2 separate regions of the Gossypium hirsutum genome follow, and region 2 is linked to region 1. Evidence: chromatin contacts called from public Hi-C data. All regions are on one chromosome and are shown on one strand. The core of a region is the stretch at or near the end of the contact, and the rest is flanking DNA. Distances in the headings are between cores, read along the strand shown. Region 1 holds the start of LOC107946629. Region 2 holds the start of LOC107946544.

The links. A called contact is a pair of places that touch in the nucleus more often than the background predicts.
Region 2: a contact with region 1 is called in a Hi-C map of leaf, with 2.4 times the contacts expected there. The contact joins the promoter of LOC107946544 here to the promoter of LOC107946629 in region 1. A contact is called at or near these places in 7 of 34 Hi-C or Micro-C datasets (hypocotyl, leaf and petal).

What each region holds. Positions count from the first base shown.
Region 1 is chrA08:40,544,381-40,548,416 of Gossypium_hirsutum_v2.1, reverse strand. It overlaps LOC107946629, which reads left to right and starts at 2,187. Exons shown (of 1, transcript XM_016881041.2): 1 at 2,187-3,368. The coding sequence starts at 2,384. The coding sequence ends at 3,007.
Region 2 is chrA08:40,785,314-40,789,349 of Gossypium_hirsutum_v2.1, reverse strand. LOC107946544 reads left to right here and starts at 2,093. Exons shown (of 9, transcript XM_016880933.2): 1 at 2,093-2,411; 2 at 2,489-2,700; 3 at 3,067-3,248; 4 at 3,341-3,625; 5 at 3,704-3,762; 6 at 3,865-3,901; 7 at 4,019-4,036. The coding sequence starts at 2,294.

The sequences.
Region 1 (4,036 bases), core at 938-3,437:
TTCTGCATGAAATAATCACAAGATTATTGCAACAATTTATTAGACATTTACCACGCATATACAAAAATTTATAACACCTATTTACTAAGCCAAACAATACTATTCAATAGAAATTTATAATAATATTATCAGGAATATATCAAACACACAGCATTTTCAAAAATTTATAATCATTCTTACACCAGCTAAATTTACGTAACAGTTTAGCTTACATTTTTTTTTTCAACGCTTTCTTCTCTGCTCTTCAAACCTTAAAAAAACAATGTCAAACATTTATAATCTAAAAAATTTAAAATAAGATCTACAATCATAAAAATTACTTACTTAGGGTTGATAACTAGTTTAGGGTTTTTGTCTAAAAAAATTCACCTAGCAATTCTTCACAAATGGTGGTTTTTTTACAAAGTGGGATTTTTTTTTAAATGTTTTTGGCTAAAATGTGGGGAGTTTTTAATGTTGTTTGAATCATTTCTCCCATTCTTTTTTATACAAAAAGTAATGTTAAGCCCGGAATTCTCGGAATGAATTAGTGTTCTGTATGGTAGGGGAACAGAGAATCTTTACCCCAAATCACTACTTCAAAGAACAATTTGGATCCCCTAAGCAATAGAGATTTCCCGCTCACTTGCTACGAAAAAAAGCCTCAAATCGTGAACTCAGGATATGATTTATGTCTCACATTATTATACCTAATGCATCAACACCAGTCCCCAAAAAAATCTAACATTGCTCATTAATACCTCATATGGTAACCTCAGATGAGGATTTGCTCTTGGTTCAAGTCTTTTATTTCGATAATAATTTTTTTGTATTAGTCTAATAAAAAAGCTTATATATAAACCATGATCCACATAAAGCTGTCAGGTTTAACCGATGAAAACGGTCTGTTTCCGTTTATTCTATTTGAAATTAAATTGTAATAATGGTAGTGTTGGTGGTGAGTGACACACTCGGACGGTGCCCATAGCTTTTTCTCAATCCGTTGGTTGAATTGGAATTCCAATTTGCAAAAACCATTTGCTTCTTAACCCCCCACCTAACCCAACCCCAACCCCAACTCTATCCCTACTCTGGTCAGCTCTTACGTCTTTAACTCTGCTCTACCTGTCCCTCCTTCCACTTTCTCATTTCTCATTTCTCATTTACTCCCCACTCATATATATCGGCAATATTAATTAAGTTTTAATATAATTTTACATGTGAATTTTACTAAAACTATAATTATATGAATATATATTATTAATAAAATTTTTGATTGAATTAGTGTTATTCTTAATTAAATTATTAATTTAATTAGGAAGGTATGTTAATATTATTTCGTAATTAAAATAATTAATATTATTCGAGAGTATTTTAAATTTTCACTTTAAAAAACTAAATAAAAATAAGAAAAATTATATGCATATAGTTAAATTTAAACTCATGTCAATTACACTAGTAAAACTTTTAATTTACTACTCAAATAAAATTAAATTTTGATATTTTGATATATTTTAATTTTATTGTGTATAGTTTATCACCTCAATTTGTTTTATATATTAATAATATATTTGATCGAGTTGATATTATAAGTTAACTCGACATCAACTTAAATGATAAATAATTTAATTTAATTTTTTAATTTTAATAACGTACATATTTCATGTGTTATTATTAATTAATTTGAAACCATATGTTTCATTATCTATGTTATTTTTAAATAGTTTTATATTTATGATTTCTACACAAATACACGTGAGATAGGATTTGTAGATGAAAATATAAAATGATTTATAGATTTTTAGAAAATGATTGAGGAAAATGAATGTGAGTTAATTTACACGCGTTTTACCAAACAAAATACTGAAATACTTGCATATACTATTTTGATGCTTAAATTCATTTTTTTTAATTTCAAATCCTAATCAAAATGTTAATTTATGATATATATTTATGCATTAAAATAATATATTTTTTTATAACGCATATTTCTACCCATAACTCATAATTTATATGTTAGAAAAAAAGGTTTAAGCTAAACTCTATCTGCATGATCTCTCTTAAATCTAAATTTAGAATCAGTTATTATTTAATAATTATATAGCGTATTTAGTAGAAACAAATTGGTTTTTTTTAAAAGAAAAGTCATGAATGCGAAAATGAGAGGAAAACAATGACGTGTGAGCCACAAAGAGCAGTAATAATAATGAAAGCGGATTGAAAATAAATAAAGAAAAGTTTAGGGGCAGAAGCTCAAAAGCCAAGAATTTAGAATCCCAATCCCCCCCCACCCTATGAATACATGGCTCGAGTGAAGCTAGGTTTGCCCAACTAAACAGCCAAACACTACTTTTTAGAAATTAAAATAACACATCTATTCTCTTCTGTAACAGCTTAATAAAAAATGGCGGCTTCTTCTAGAAGGTCTAGTGGTCCGGTTCTCCGATCTCATTCCCCATCTTCCCGGTTTACTTCTTTCTACGCTTCACAGTCACACTCTCCATCTTCTTCTTCCTCCGCTTTTGCCTATTCCAGTTCAGGTTTCTCTTCACGTTCAACTTTCTTCAATCAACCAAGATCTACTTCTCCACCACGTGTTAACCTGCACAGAAACTCTTCATCAGCGTCATCTGTGCGGTTCTCGCTCGACAACCGTCCGATCTCACCGAACCGTTCAATCACCACCGTCCGGAGAACCACTGAGGCGTTGAAGAATTTACAGAGCAAACAGACGAAGCGGACTTGCATGTGTTCACCTACAACGCATCCGGGATCGTTCCGTTGCAGTCTTCATAAGAGCTTCAATACTTCGCATGCCGGGACAGGTTACGCGCCGAGTAATCGGCTTAACGCGCGTAGATCTGCGATGACGAACTCGCTCGTGAGAATCGGTGGTGTCGAAGGAGATCTGGTTAAGAGAGCTTTGTCGGCTTTGATTAGACCTTCCTCTCACCAGCAGCGTCGCCGTGAAGCTTTCCATCCTAGGCCTAGCCGGCTATCCGTGATGTCAAAAGCCGAAAACTTATGAGGGTTTCGTATGCGGTTTGTGTAATCTTTTAACGCTTTTAGGTCGTCTCCGAGATTTTCCGGTGATCTGAGATCGAGCTTCGGAGTAACGCCGCGGTCGGTGGCTGTGAAGTCAGTTTCCTGCGACGATGTTGGAGATTTTGGACGAAGGATTCGGACGGATTTGAGCTAGTATTGTCCCGCTGACCGAAACCTTAAAATTCGAGGAAGAAATTATCATATAGTTTGTTGGTGTAAATACACTCATATTGCAGCCAATGGCAAATTTGAGGAGCTTTTGGACTAAAAACAAACTTTTAAAATCTCTCCAAAAATCACTAATCTAATTCAATCCAATCAAATTAACTCTTATTCAAAAATTCCATTCCAGATCTCCACATTGATTCGTTATAATTTTTGTTTCTTCCGTTGGATTAGCTCTGCAAACACCGTTCCATTCGATTGCAGTTCCTTTACTATTTCGTCATAGATTTTTTCCCGTTTTCCGTTCCAGCAGTTTCTTCCGTTTGTTTTATTTTCATCTTGCCGTCCACCGTTTTCAAATATTTGCAGTAATTTATTTTTAAAAATTCCGGTTCCTTTATTTATTATTTTCTTTAAGTCTAATTTGATTTTAATATTCTTCACTTGTTTATGATGCAGGTATCGGAATTGGACGAAATGGTTGGCGGTATTTATTTGTTTATACTGGATAATTTGACCGAATTTTAGGCCTGGAAGTAGAAGATAACCCCCTTGAACATACAGAACATTGGACCCTTTTAAGAGAAAAAAAGCTAATTAATTACAAATGTTAAGGATCATATTAATAGGGGAATTAAATGACAAGAGAAGAGAAAAAACATATAATTTCATTGAAATTGAAACTACAAGGAAAGCAAGGGGCTTGGTTGGGAATTCAATTTCGTAATTATGTCCTTTTCCATTTTATATTTAAAATCACAAGTGGCGCAATTATGTGACAGCTAAGCTGTTTATTTTAAAAAGGAGAAATAAATAGCATTATCTCAAACCCACCAAAAGCTCCGAC
Region 2 (4,036 bases), core at 844-3,343, 240 kb before region 1:
TTAACAAAAGATATAAACATTAAAAATTAAATTTATCATATTAAAGCAATATTCCTTTTATGAAATAAATATAATGGCCTCGATTAAAGTAATATTCTTTATTTTCTTTTTTTTTAAAAAATCTATGATTAATAATCAAATTTAATTAATTGTTATGACCAGCATTAAAATAATAAATATTCGTTTGAGACAGCTAAACACGCTTCGTTTAAAAGCCATGTGCCCCAAAAATCTATGGTGGTCCATATGGAGAATGGAATAATTTATAATAATATAATATAATATAACTTATATTTGACTTGATGAGAATATCATTTATTTTTTTATCATACTATTAAATTTATATTTAAAAATATCCATAATTTAATTTAAAATTATTAATTATAATTCTATTTAAAAGTAAATTATGATAAATTTATTAAATTTAAAAACGAGTTATAACTTAAATAAAAATTTAAACATATTTATTATCAATAAGATAAAAATAATTAATAATAATGGTTAAAATATTATTTTAAAATTCAAAATTATTTCTAATTTTTTATAAGTAAACTTTTTTTATTTCCATATTTATTAACATAATAAAATAAAGTTATAACTTAAATAAGAGTTTAAATATATAATAGACAAATTGATTTTGCCTTTATAATTATTAATTATTTAGTTTTAGAGTTATATATATATATTTTTGAATTTGAATTTGAATTTGCATCCATAAATAACATCCATTACTAGCACCAATATCTCAAAATTAAATATTCGAACAACAATGACACTGAAGAGCATGAGATAGATATGTAAGATAACTTTAATTAACTTTTTTTATAAATTATTTATTATGTGCGAAACAAGTACTTTTTTATATTTTCTTTTTATTTTAAAAAATGTAAAAAGGATTTACCATATAAGATCTCAATAAACTTTTTAATGTTTATTAGTTTAATGTAAATATATTTCATCTCTAATCAAATTAATGTAAATATCTTTTGTACTTATGATCAATAATTATTATAATAAATGTATGTTGTTTTATTTTTTAAATTTTAATTTAATATTACTAATATATTATTTCCAATTTTTTTATTTATAAAAATATTTATTTTAAATATTAATTTATATATTATGTATTCTTTATTTTTAATTTATAAAAAATCATATAGGATTGAGAACGAGTAAAATAGAAATGGCAAAGGTTTTGGTATCTCTGTGGCCTTTTCTTGTTTGTTGGTTTTGGCTTTTGTACAAAAATAAGAATCTCTTAATAATATTTTAACGGGCATGAGGTGGAGTCTCTTAAGCATAATATATAATGGAGTACACCCTGTGGTGGTTTAAATCAAGGTTTAACAAATTTAATCAGCACATGCTTTTCTTTTGCTACAAATATGTTTTAAAGAAATAAACAACTAATTAGGTAAAATAATGACTAATCCTTTGGTTATAAAGAGGTAAACAAGTAAATATTTGTTGGTGATGTGTAATGTTATAATGGGTAGGGCATTGATGGGTAGTTAGGTTGGGTAAATTTTAATAAATTTGAAAAATGTCACAAGATTATTGCAAAAAAGTCAAAAACTTAAAATGCCTTTTTATTAACTTTGATTGTGCAGAGTCTATTTTTCAAAAAGAGAAACATTCTCTGTTCATTCAATAAAAGGTTTTACATTCTTTATTTTGTTAAAAGGGCAAAGGAGTGATATTAAAGAAATTTACCAACATAGGAATTAGAAGGTATGGTAGCGAGATGACCCATAAATTATTTTTATTATTATTATTCATCAAAATAAAACTTAAGTAAGTAATTCCCTTAACTAAATCATCCCAACAAATATTTTGAAAGCACAAATATATTAATTATTTTGGAGTAAAATAGGATAACTTGCTCAAGAATAAAAATAATGCCCAAAAGCAAAGCAAAACAACTGACTCAGCAAAAAGCATCCTTTAATTAACTTATAATAAAAGGAAAATTAATATGAAAAAGCAACTTCAGGCTTCACAGCTTCACCTTCAAGTTTAATTAGAAGGGTATTTCGGTAAAAATAAAAAGATACAGACAATATATAAAGGGACCTACCAAGTTATATAAAACATAAATAAATCATATTTTTTTCCCTCACCGTAAGGTTAGCTTCTTCATGTAATAGATTGCATCAACCTCTTAATATTGCAATTAACTCTCTTTTATCTTCCCCCCCTCTCTCTCTCTCTCTCATAAACATTCAAAAACATTCTTAAGAATATTGAACCCCCAAAGAAACACAGAAAGGAAAAATAAAAATAAAAATACATAATGTTATGTTTCAGATCAAACCCTTATGCATTGTTTTTTCTTTTATTTTTTTCTTTGTTTCTTTTTGGACGTGAAATAGGTTCTCAAGCTTTAAATGTCCAGACTTTGAATATTTCAGGTACTGATTTTTATTATTTCAATGAAAGTTTTGGTTTTTATTTCTGGGTTTTTTTTATTGAAATCATTTTTTTATAGGGTATTGTAAAAGTTTTGTGTTTGGGGAGAGAGAGCAGAGTGAAGTGTTAGCATGGAGGAAGATAGAAAGGAGGAACCTTGTAGAGGGAAGTGAAGGAGACAACAACTCGTCTTTGATTTTGGCTGAAAAAAGGACTTACAGGAGAGACCCTCTTAATGATTTTCACAAGTACACTGGTGGCTGGAATATCAGCAATGAACACTACTGGGCTGTCAGTTTCTTCCCTTGTTCACTTTTTTTTGATAAATTGATGCATGCAGCCTGGAATCATGAATTTTATATGTTGTTGGCTGGTTTGATTGTGTTTGGTGTATGTAGTCCTTTAATTTCCACAGTTTTATTTGATATTCGTATGATTTTTCCTAGAAATTTCATACCTTTATGTGTTTGTGATTGGTTTTGATGCTTATTAAGAACACTTTATTCTCCGTAATCCTGTTTTTCCCTTAGGTTCTTCCCTGATCATCGATTCGGTTCTGTTTTCTTTTTTCTGTTATGTCAATCTCAATGAATCAAATTATCTTGCCAGTCGCTGGTACTTAGAAAACTTATAAAGTTTTCATGTCTGATAATGCAGTCTGTGGGTTTTACGGCGGCTCCTTTCTTTGTCATTGCTGCAGTCTGGTTTGTGATATTCGCACTATGCTTGTTCATCATATGCATCCGTCATTGCTGCTGTCAACTAAATTCTTATGGCTACTCTCGGACAGCTTATGCGCTATCCCTTATTTTCCTCATACTCTTCACCATTGCTGCAATGTACCGACACTCTTTTCGTGCTAAACTTTTGAGATATGTATGTTTTGAATAACCGTAAAATTGCTCACTCCATATATAACTTCATATTACAGTGCCGGGTGTGTTGTGCTGTACACTGGTCAGGGAAAATTTCATGGCTGTACAACAGACACACTGGATTATGCGGTTAGTAAGGCAGATCTCACTGCTGAAAACCTCAGGAATGTGTCAGATTATCTTTCTGCAGCTAAGAAAATTAGCGTGGATTCAGCTATTTTGCCGTCAGATGTCCAAAAAGGCATTGATGATATCGATAGGAAGATAAACTCTTCGGCTTCAACTCTTTCACATCAAACGGCTGATAATAAAGAGAAAATTCAACATGGCTTAGACAGAATGTAAGTTGAAGCTTTTAGGATGAAATTAGAATAATCTCAGAGCTGATCATGGAACTCATCTCATGCTAAATTCTGCAGGAGATTGGCTCTCATCATTCTTGCTGCTGTGATGCTCTTTTTGGCATTTCTCGGATTCTGTAAGTTATATTATTTTTCTGATCATTGCTCCATGATTCTTAGTAATTAGATTATCTCAATATCATCTAACTTTATACTTTTATTTTGGTAACTGGCTGCAGTATTCTCCATTCTTGGATTGCAGTGCCTGGTTTACACGTAAGTGGAGTATAATTAATGTATTTGCCGCTGTAATTAATGGTATAACTCGGGAAGGTCCATATGTTACTAAACCGAACTTCCTTTATCAATCACTTTTATGATTAATGAATGCAGGCTAGTCATCCTTGGCTG